Linked DNA regions of Mus musculus: region 1 is linked to region 2. A link is a contact called in public Hi-C data. All regions are on one chromosome and are shown on one strand. Each heading gives the region's core, a stretch centred on a gene start, on an enhancer-like site or on the middle of the called end of the contact. The rest is flanking DNA. Distances are from core to core; before and after follow the strand shown. Region 1 overlaps Mapkap1 (mitogen-activated protein kinase associated protein 1). Region 2 overlaps C230014O12Rik (RIKEN cDNA C230014O12 gene).

What was found. Hi-C and Micro-C count contacts between places; a contact is called where the count stands out from the background.
Region 1: a Hi-C map of the N1E-115 cell line shows a contact between it and region 2, with 6 times the contacts expected there. The contact joins two enhancer-like sites. A contact is called at or near these places in 2 of 484 Hi-C or Micro-C datasets (the N1E-115 cell line and bone marrow-derived macrophages), 1 of 115 datasets of contacts at active chromatin or transcription factors (embryonic basal ganglia) and 1 of 9 other capture datasets (embryonic stem cells).

Annotation. Positions count from the first base shown.
Region 1 is chr2:34,577,039-34,581,167 of GRCm38.p6, reverse strand. All of the region lies in intron 8 of Mapkap1 (mitogen-activated protein kinase associated protein 1), which reads right to left. Among named protein-coding and RNA genes, the nearest start is that of Gm34178, 3.9 kb to the right of the region's middle. Within about 2 kb of position 2,702, at least 1 of the 459 cell types and tissues checked has an H3K27ac peak or open chromatin away from gene starts, as enhancers often do. A contact at or near this core is called in the N1E-115 cell line, where this site is marked.
Region 2 is chr2:34,024,781-34,028,806 of GRCm38.p6, reverse strand. It overlaps C230014O12Rik (RIKEN cDNA C230014O12 gene), which reads left to right. Exons shown (of 4, transcript NR_130173.1): 3 at 2,850-3,008. Among named protein-coding and RNA genes, the nearest start is that of Gm39793, 64 kb to the right of the region's middle. Within about 2 kb of position 1,261, at least 40 of the 459 cell types and tissues checked have an H3K27ac peak or open chromatin away from gene starts, as enhancers often do. A contact at or near this core is called in the N1E-115 cell line, where this site is marked.

The DNA of each region.
Region 1 (4,129 bases), core at 1,453-3,952, 550 kb before region 2:
GACATAAAGATACATGAGGCTTGGCGAATGGTGTCTGCTTAAAATGCTTTGGGATAAATTAAAATAATACGGGCTATTTAATTTGGAGGGGAAAAGGCTGAGCAATGACTTAATAATGCCATTCCAGTAAACAGAATGCTATCGTATTAATCATCCAACAGTTAATTCCACAAACACTGCCTATGCTATGCCAAAGCGGGCCCTCGGCTGGGCAGTGGGGAGACAGGGTGAGCAGGGATCAAGCAACTCCACGAGATGTCAAAATCTGGGAGTGTGGTGGTCATGAAAGTCATCAAAGCCGAAGAACTCCGACCCTTCCAAATCCCTACCCTGTTTGCTCAGTAGCTCCCTGCTCAGTAGCTGTGCTCCACAGCGTCCCCTGCCTCAGGTGGAAGCCTCTTTCTTGCTGGCCCTGGGACTGCAGAGCTGCCTCTGTGATCTGGCCACAAGACCTTCTGGCTCATTTCTCTTGAGGCTTCATTGATCACTCAAGCACTCATTCACTTACCCACTCATTCACACAATCATTCACGCACTCACACATGCATTCACACACTTACACTCATTCACTCACACATTCACTCACTCATTCACACTCATACACGCACTCACACACACATTTACTCACTCACACACTCACACATTTACTCACTCATTCACACACTCACATTCACTCATTCACACACTCATACACTCGCTTGTTTGCTTGCTCGCTCACTCACTCACTCACTCACTCACTCACTCACTCACTCACTCACATACACTGTGTAATATGACGTCGGTGACAAATGGGAAGACTGATGCTCTACAACTCTCCCTGGATCCCAGGCCTCTTGAATGGAGCCCTTTCTACAGCCAGCAGCTAAGGGAGGGCATCGTATGAACTGGCTGAACAGTTTCCAACCTTTCATCAGTCCTCATAATCCCTTCTCTCACAGCCTCCCAAACTCTGCAGACTGGTTACACCAGGTAAAAGCAAAACCATGGTTTGGTCCCCAGAGTCTGGGGTGTACACTTCTGAGGTACAATTGCTGGCCCTTGTTCATGGCCCAGACTACTCCTTCAGTTCCACCCCAATACAGCCAAAATCTTCCTCTTCCTCAGGCTAGTTCAGACGTCACCTCTTCAATGAAATCTGTTTTGGTAGCTCTGACACACATGTATAGTAAGTAGCTGGTATATACTGGACCTACAGCTGGGCAGACCTAGTTCAACTCCCACCTCTGTCTTTAATTTGCTCTGTGATCTTTAATTTGAGGTGTGATCTACCTTGTGAACTCACCCTTGATATTCACAGACATAAAAATTCATGTAAAGAATCTAATGCATAAATGATTAACAAACAGTAGCCATAGGGGATGATACTCAGTCTTGTTCTAGGCCTGTCTAGTGGTTGCTCTGTTGTAACGTGAAAGTTTCACAAAAGTTTCTTATTCACCTTTATGCTTTCTCCCAAGAACAGCATACACGATTGGTATGTTCACACTAACTGGTCAAATAAATAATGGCTAGTCTGCTGCCCAGGTCAGCCATGATGTTAAGTACTTTACTCATGTTAAGCCGCATAACAACATGGAGGGTTCTGGAATTTCCCATCTTAAATTGACGAGAAGGTAAGCTATATCCCAGGCCACACACACTTTGTTACAGGCAAACCACAGGGAAATTGAGGAGTTCCTTCAGATGGAGCTGGTGGGACAGAAAGTACGAACTTTGGGCATCACAGTGTAAACTGCTGTTCCACAGCCTGACAGCTTCATGCTTTTCTGTAGGCTGACCTTTTAAAGAAGTCAGTTTCCTTTTCTTTTGCACTGAACTCAGTTACTAGGAACTGTAGATTCTGCTCCTAAGCACTATGGCTATTCATAACAGACGATACAGCACCTGTGATAGGCTGTTCCATTGGGAAGGATGAGATACAGCACCTTGGACAAAGCCCCCTCTTAGAGCATATTGCACGTGCCCAGAGCACCCTGTTTCCTGTCTCACTCCCTACCACTCTCCTCCCTATCCCTTCTCAAAAGCCTGGCTCAAATGAGGCTCCAGAAAGGGAGATTTTCCCTGACTCCAAGCCCCCAAATCTAGTACTGCTCCTGACACTGCATCCATATCTTCTAATAGAACAGTGACCAGCAAGCCATTATCTGTCTCTCCCTCTAGACTGTAAGCCACACACAGGAGGGTAGTCAGTGATGGCTGTGGTCACCCCTGTAGTCAGTCCTAGCTACTGTGCAGCGAAAGAAGGAGCCCAGTGTAAGAGCAGTGTGAGCACCAGGTGCTGTGCTCAGAGAGGCCGTGACTTAACCAGCATCCTATTGCAGGACAAACTGAGTGACACGCCATCTCTGCAAGAGCCATCTGTTGACTGGTATCATTCTTTGAAGCACTGGTGATAAAGGACAGATCATGGTCATCACTGTGTCCTGGGTAAGATGACATCAGAACAGGGGCTGGGAGAACGTTTAACACAGTCACTTTCTCCAAACTACATTTTAACAGAAGCATCACTGCCAAATGCATTTATTTCTATCTTAGAACTTTTTATATACAGAATTCTAAAGGAAGCAGTCCTGATTTCTTAAATACCAAAGTCTACCTTTGCCATCCTTGCTGGGAACAACTCGTTAGACAGAGCTGACTTAGAGTTGAGCTCTGAGTTCCAACCTTCTGGAACATTAACTAATTGGTATTTCCTAAACACTGCAGGTATGGGACTTGGAAAAAGTAATAACTCATTGTGCTAAAATGCCAATTACTAAAATAAAATAAAACAAAACAACAAAACCCCACACTTAGGATTTTTACATTTTATGTTGGATTAAAACCAATTACTATAACGTGACATATTTTTTTTTCTGAGCAATTTCAATGCCAGCTGCTAATAAAGCATCTTAGCTGTAAATGATAATTCAGATGCTTTTAGATAAAGTGGTGCATAAATACGGCTAGAAATTGATTTAGCTTCTTGCAGAAGCCGCTGAAGAATGACACATTCTGTTTAATACACCAGCTAATGTGTCCTAAAAGCTCAAACAAGTGCCAGTTTTCATGGCTAACTTTACTGTGGGAGATTAATGAAAATTTTATATATTGCTGAAATGTTAATAATGGGCAGATGAGGCGATAGGATTTCAGTCAAGGTCTAAAGCTATAGAATAACCTACAAAGCTTGTCAATTTCCTTCTATTAATTTTGTCCAAGACTTTCACAGCTGGAGCTGGTTCAACACTAATGCTTCGCACACTGACCTTCTGCTCTCTGCCAGGGTAAATCTACAGCGCACAGAGGGTTTCGGTTCCTGATGCCTTGCCCTGCTGAATCTTAAGAAGGGGAAGGCAGAGCATCAAGGCATGCCCTCCACTGCTGGCTGCTCAATCCTGCATCCCCTCCAAGCAGGTCACCTGCTGAACTAGATAGCAGCTCCGAAGTTCACTACCAGTTTTCAAGTGGGCTAAGAGAGCCACGGAGTGCAGGGCTTATTTATGTGTGCACATGTCTCGCCCTCCTGGCAGGAGTGCAGGATGTGAGACGGCACTGGCAGAAGAGGCTCTTGACCCTCGGGCAGTCCTGACCAGCTACAGAACACAAAGCAGCAAGAGAGGCAGGCGAGCTCAATACATGGTTCCCCATCTCATGGGGCAAAAGCACTGAATCAGCAGTATGTTTGGGGAGCAGAGAAATGCAACGGGTTGGTCTGTACCCCAGAGAAGGGGGAACCCAAACGTACATGCAAGACACTTGGTACTGTGCCATTTGCACATGAAAAATCATTACTGTACTATCGACTTCACATTTCAACCCTATTTCTGTTCAAGATGACGTTTTATCTTCCCAAAGTGAAGAGGAGAACCAGAATGTCTTAAAAACAAACACACAAGCCCCCTCCCCAAACCATTAATTTAATCGAGATATAACCTTTTGGTATTTTGTTAAATTAGTAATTAAAAAGGTCACAAGCAATTAAATAAGACAAAAGCCACACGGTGTTCATCTACATTAAAGCTGAACTGGATCTTCTCATGAATGACAAGATAAATTGTAATGGTGCCTTCAAAGACTTCACAGTGTACTCTGTCAAAGTCGTGAGTGGTAATGTCTCTATGTGCTGTGCATTACCATAATGTATTGT
Region 2 (4,026 bases), core at 12-2,511:
AGACCTGATTGGGGGTATAATGCCAACATGGCCTCCACCGGAGACTAAGCAAGTCTTCTGCTTTCCTTTATAAAAATATTCATATAGTAACAAAACGAGTAAGTAGGTCTTTGGGATGTCTAGACAGGGCCATGCCCAGGGGTCCTCAGACTTGGTGGACCATGAGCATAGCCATGAGTGTAGGGATGAAAGACCACGCTGTCCTGGATTGCTCCCCGCAGATGTCAGACTCTCTGGAGAGAAGCCACCTCTGTAAGTTTCAAGGCTCCCCCACTGAGGCTGGCTGTGTTCAAACTTTAGTGCTTGTTCTGGCTAGTTTTATTAAACCAGCTGGTTCGTTACTTTGGCACAAGCTAGAGACATTGGAAAGGAAGGAGCCTCAATTGAGAAAATGCCTCCATGAGGTTAGGATGTAGGCAAACCTGTAGTCAGTAATGTGGAGCATAAGCTAAATAAACCCTTCTTAATTAGTGATTGATGGGGGATGGGGTGCGGTGGGGAAGGCCCAGCTCATTGTGGGTGGTGCCATTCCTGGGCTGGTGATCCTGGGTTCTAGAAGAAAACGGGCTAAGCAAGCCAGTAAGCATCGTCTGCCCATGGTCTCTGCAATTAGCTCCTGTCTCCAGGTTCCAGCCCTGTTTGAGTTCCTGTCTTGACTCCCATCAGTGATGTATGATGTGGAGGCAGACCCTAAGTAAACCCTTTCCTCCCCAAGTTGGCTTGGTCATGGTAGTAAAGCATCTAAGACAGTAGTTTTCTTGCCTATCCTAAGGGTTCCATCCTCACGTCAGCTTAGAGCTGCTTCCCTCTGGATTTAATTAAAGTCCTGAGTCCCTGGGGTGCTGTGGCCCCTTTGGTACCAGACTGACCTCCTGCAGGCTCTCCTGAGCCTCTGTGCCTCTTAGTGCTTAGCCAAGTTTCTTTGGTCAACCATTGGACTAATGACTAGCCAGGCGTGGGCAGTCATGGAAGGCAAGATCTCAGCCCCGCCTAGGTTCGGAAGCCTGGCCAGAGAGGCACCAGTGCAGACATGGATTGGAATGCCAGGCCCCTTCTGAACCTCAAGCTTGCTGGAGAGGTGGGGTGACTTCATCTCTTGACTTCCCAGGCGGTTCCCTTAGCAACGGGGCCTCGCTTTGACAGCCGCCTTTGCAGACAGTCTGTTTTCCAGAGGGGGGCTCTTTACCCTACTGCCTTTCACTCATTAAGTGAGAGTCGCTGCAGGGGTGTGAAGCCCAGACTCCCTGCAGTCTCATAGAGCCAGAGCTGTACCCACAGCCCAGCCTATCCAGGCTGCCCCTGGAGCCAGCAGCCCACAGACTGATCCTGTCTCTACAGGTCTGTTGTCTGCCGCGCAACACACATCTTGTGGCTCCCACGGAACTGAAGCCGGCTTCTCTACCTTCACCCTCTGCCCCCTCCTTGCTTTTTCTACCTCCTGACTTCTCTCTTCCCACCAGCACACCTGCAATCCACCTGTCTTTCACACTCACATTAGCAGTTAAAGCGTCTGTGCTGACATTTGATGATCTTAATATAGGCCCTGGTGACAGAGGAACAAGAAGAGCACAGAGTTTGCGCATTGCTGGAGAGTAGACTCCTCCCCCCGAATCCCTGACTCCTCCCCACAGTCCCTGTCTGAGCTCAGAAATCTCCCCTTCCACATTGTGGGGAGGGCTTCAACAGGTCCCACAGACTGTGTGGCGTGTGATGGCTTTACCTCCTTCGTGTAGCCTTCTCCCTCCAGATGACCAAGAAGGATGATAATAAAACCTACCACCAGGGGTCAGGTTCATCGGGTGCCCCCTTTGTGCCCTACCCAGGGGGCATGTACCCCCAGGTTAGTGTTAGCATGCAGCTAGCAGTTACCCTACTTCACAGATTAGAAAAAGGAGCTTCGGACATACTTAAGGTTAGCTAACATGGTTAAAGGAGAGAGTACGACGGTGAGCTGAACACGTGCCATGCGTGGTTAGCTGGCCAGGAAGAGGGGTGGGTCACTGGGAAAGTAGGGGAGGGGCATCTTGAAGGACGCTGAGAGGGTGGAGACGGAAGGCAGAAATGGAGTCGCAGAGATGGTGAAGGAAAGTCACTACACTGGAGTGTCTCAAGAGGAGGGTGGAGTCAACGCTTCTGGGACTCAGAAGAACAGGGTCACGTGTCTGAGCAACACTGTTGGTGACCATGAAAGGCACAGTTGATGAAGGGGTAGAAGACACTAGATCTTCTAAGCAGTGGGCAAAGGTATTTACTGAGAGAACAGGGCCATCAGGGAGGCCATTCCCCTGGGAATTCTGGCCCTGGGGTACAGTAGGGAGAAACGGATACCTGAACCTCATGAACCGCTATTTGCTCGATCTGTAGGCAAAGAGCGTGTTGATGAGAGCCACCAGGACAGGACAGGGGCTCCAGTTTGGACTTGGTATGGTTGGGTGGGCCAGGAGAAAGTTCTACTACCTCTTACCCTCCAAAAGGAGGCAGGATGAAGCCCAATTGGAGGAGCTGTGACTTCAGCAGTCCCGGGAAAAGAGAGGGAGGGGTTGAGGAGCACAGAAGCTGTCCGAGTGTTTGTGACCTCTTCACCTCCTGGACACATACCCCAAGGAAAACAATTGAAAAGATGCAAAGTTTAATTTGGACACAGTTCAGCCCGTGGCTGGCTGGCGTCCATTGCTTTAGTCTGAGGTGGAGCAGGATATCGTGCCAAGTCTCTATGATAGAGGAGGCTGCTCACTTCATGGGGGCCAGCAAGCGCTGAGGGGATGGGGGGTGGGGGGTGGAGGGTGGGTTGCAAGGTCACAATATCATCTTCAAAGACTCACCCTTAATGACCTACTTCCTCCAAATAGACTCCACCTCCTAAAGGGTTCATCCACCTATCAATAGCGCCACCAGCTGGGGAACAGATGAACAACACCGGAACTCTGGGAATCCAGTTCAAATCTGACTGTATTGCCCGAGAGAAGAGTGTCAGGGAGGCAGGACTCAGAGGAATGCAGCTGCACCAGGTGATCTTGCCATCCTTTTGTAATGGCCACTATTCCACCCTTCCCCATTGAACAAGTAGAGTGGAGTGTGTCACAGGCGCTCTTAGAGCTACTGTGGAAGAGGTAATGCTCATTGCAACTGGTCCTCTGTGTGTGTGTGTGTGTGTGTGTGTGTGTGTGTGTGTGCGCGTGCACACATGTGTTTTCCAACTTTTCTTTTTGTTATTTTGTTTTTGTGTTCTTCCCTGAAGACCACCTCACATTGAGGCCACGTGTCTCTTTATAAATTCCACATCTAGTGACATCCCATCAGCAACTGAAGGCCTGCTGTGATGGGAGAATTTACACCACAGAAATTGCCCAGAGCCCCTTATCAGGGCTGCTTCCCCTGGGAAAACTGGTTGCTCAGTACTGCTCCTCATGTCTCAGAAAGCTTGCCTTGACTAATGCAGAAAGAAATATATACATATATTCTATTATCATATATATGTATGTAACATATATTCTATTACCATATATATGTATGTATGTATGTATGTATGTATATGATAAGATCAAAAGAAAGTAAAGGGGGCAATCACATTATGTGATTATTTACCTAGGAAATTTGAAAGAACAAGCAGGAACTATTACAATTAATCAGGAATTCAGTAAATGCTGACTTGAAAGAAATATTCAAAAAAATCAATGGCTTTGCTGTGTACTTACATTAATCACCCGGAATGTATGATGGGAAAAGATGACATTCACAATAGCCACAAAGACAGAAAATATCCAACAACAAGCTCAGTCATAAATGTGTGAGGCTAAAACTTCACATGAAAATGAGAATTGACTGCATAAAAGCACAGCCGGCTGGGCCGGTGGAAAAGAAGATTAAAAATTGTCAATTCCATTAAGATTAATCCATACATTTAATTCAGTTCCAATGAAATCCCAAATGTATTTTCTTGCAACATCAGTTCATTGGGAGTTATAAATAGACAAGAACGGCTAAGAACATCTTAATAAATGAAATTGATCAGGGCAGGAGGAGCTT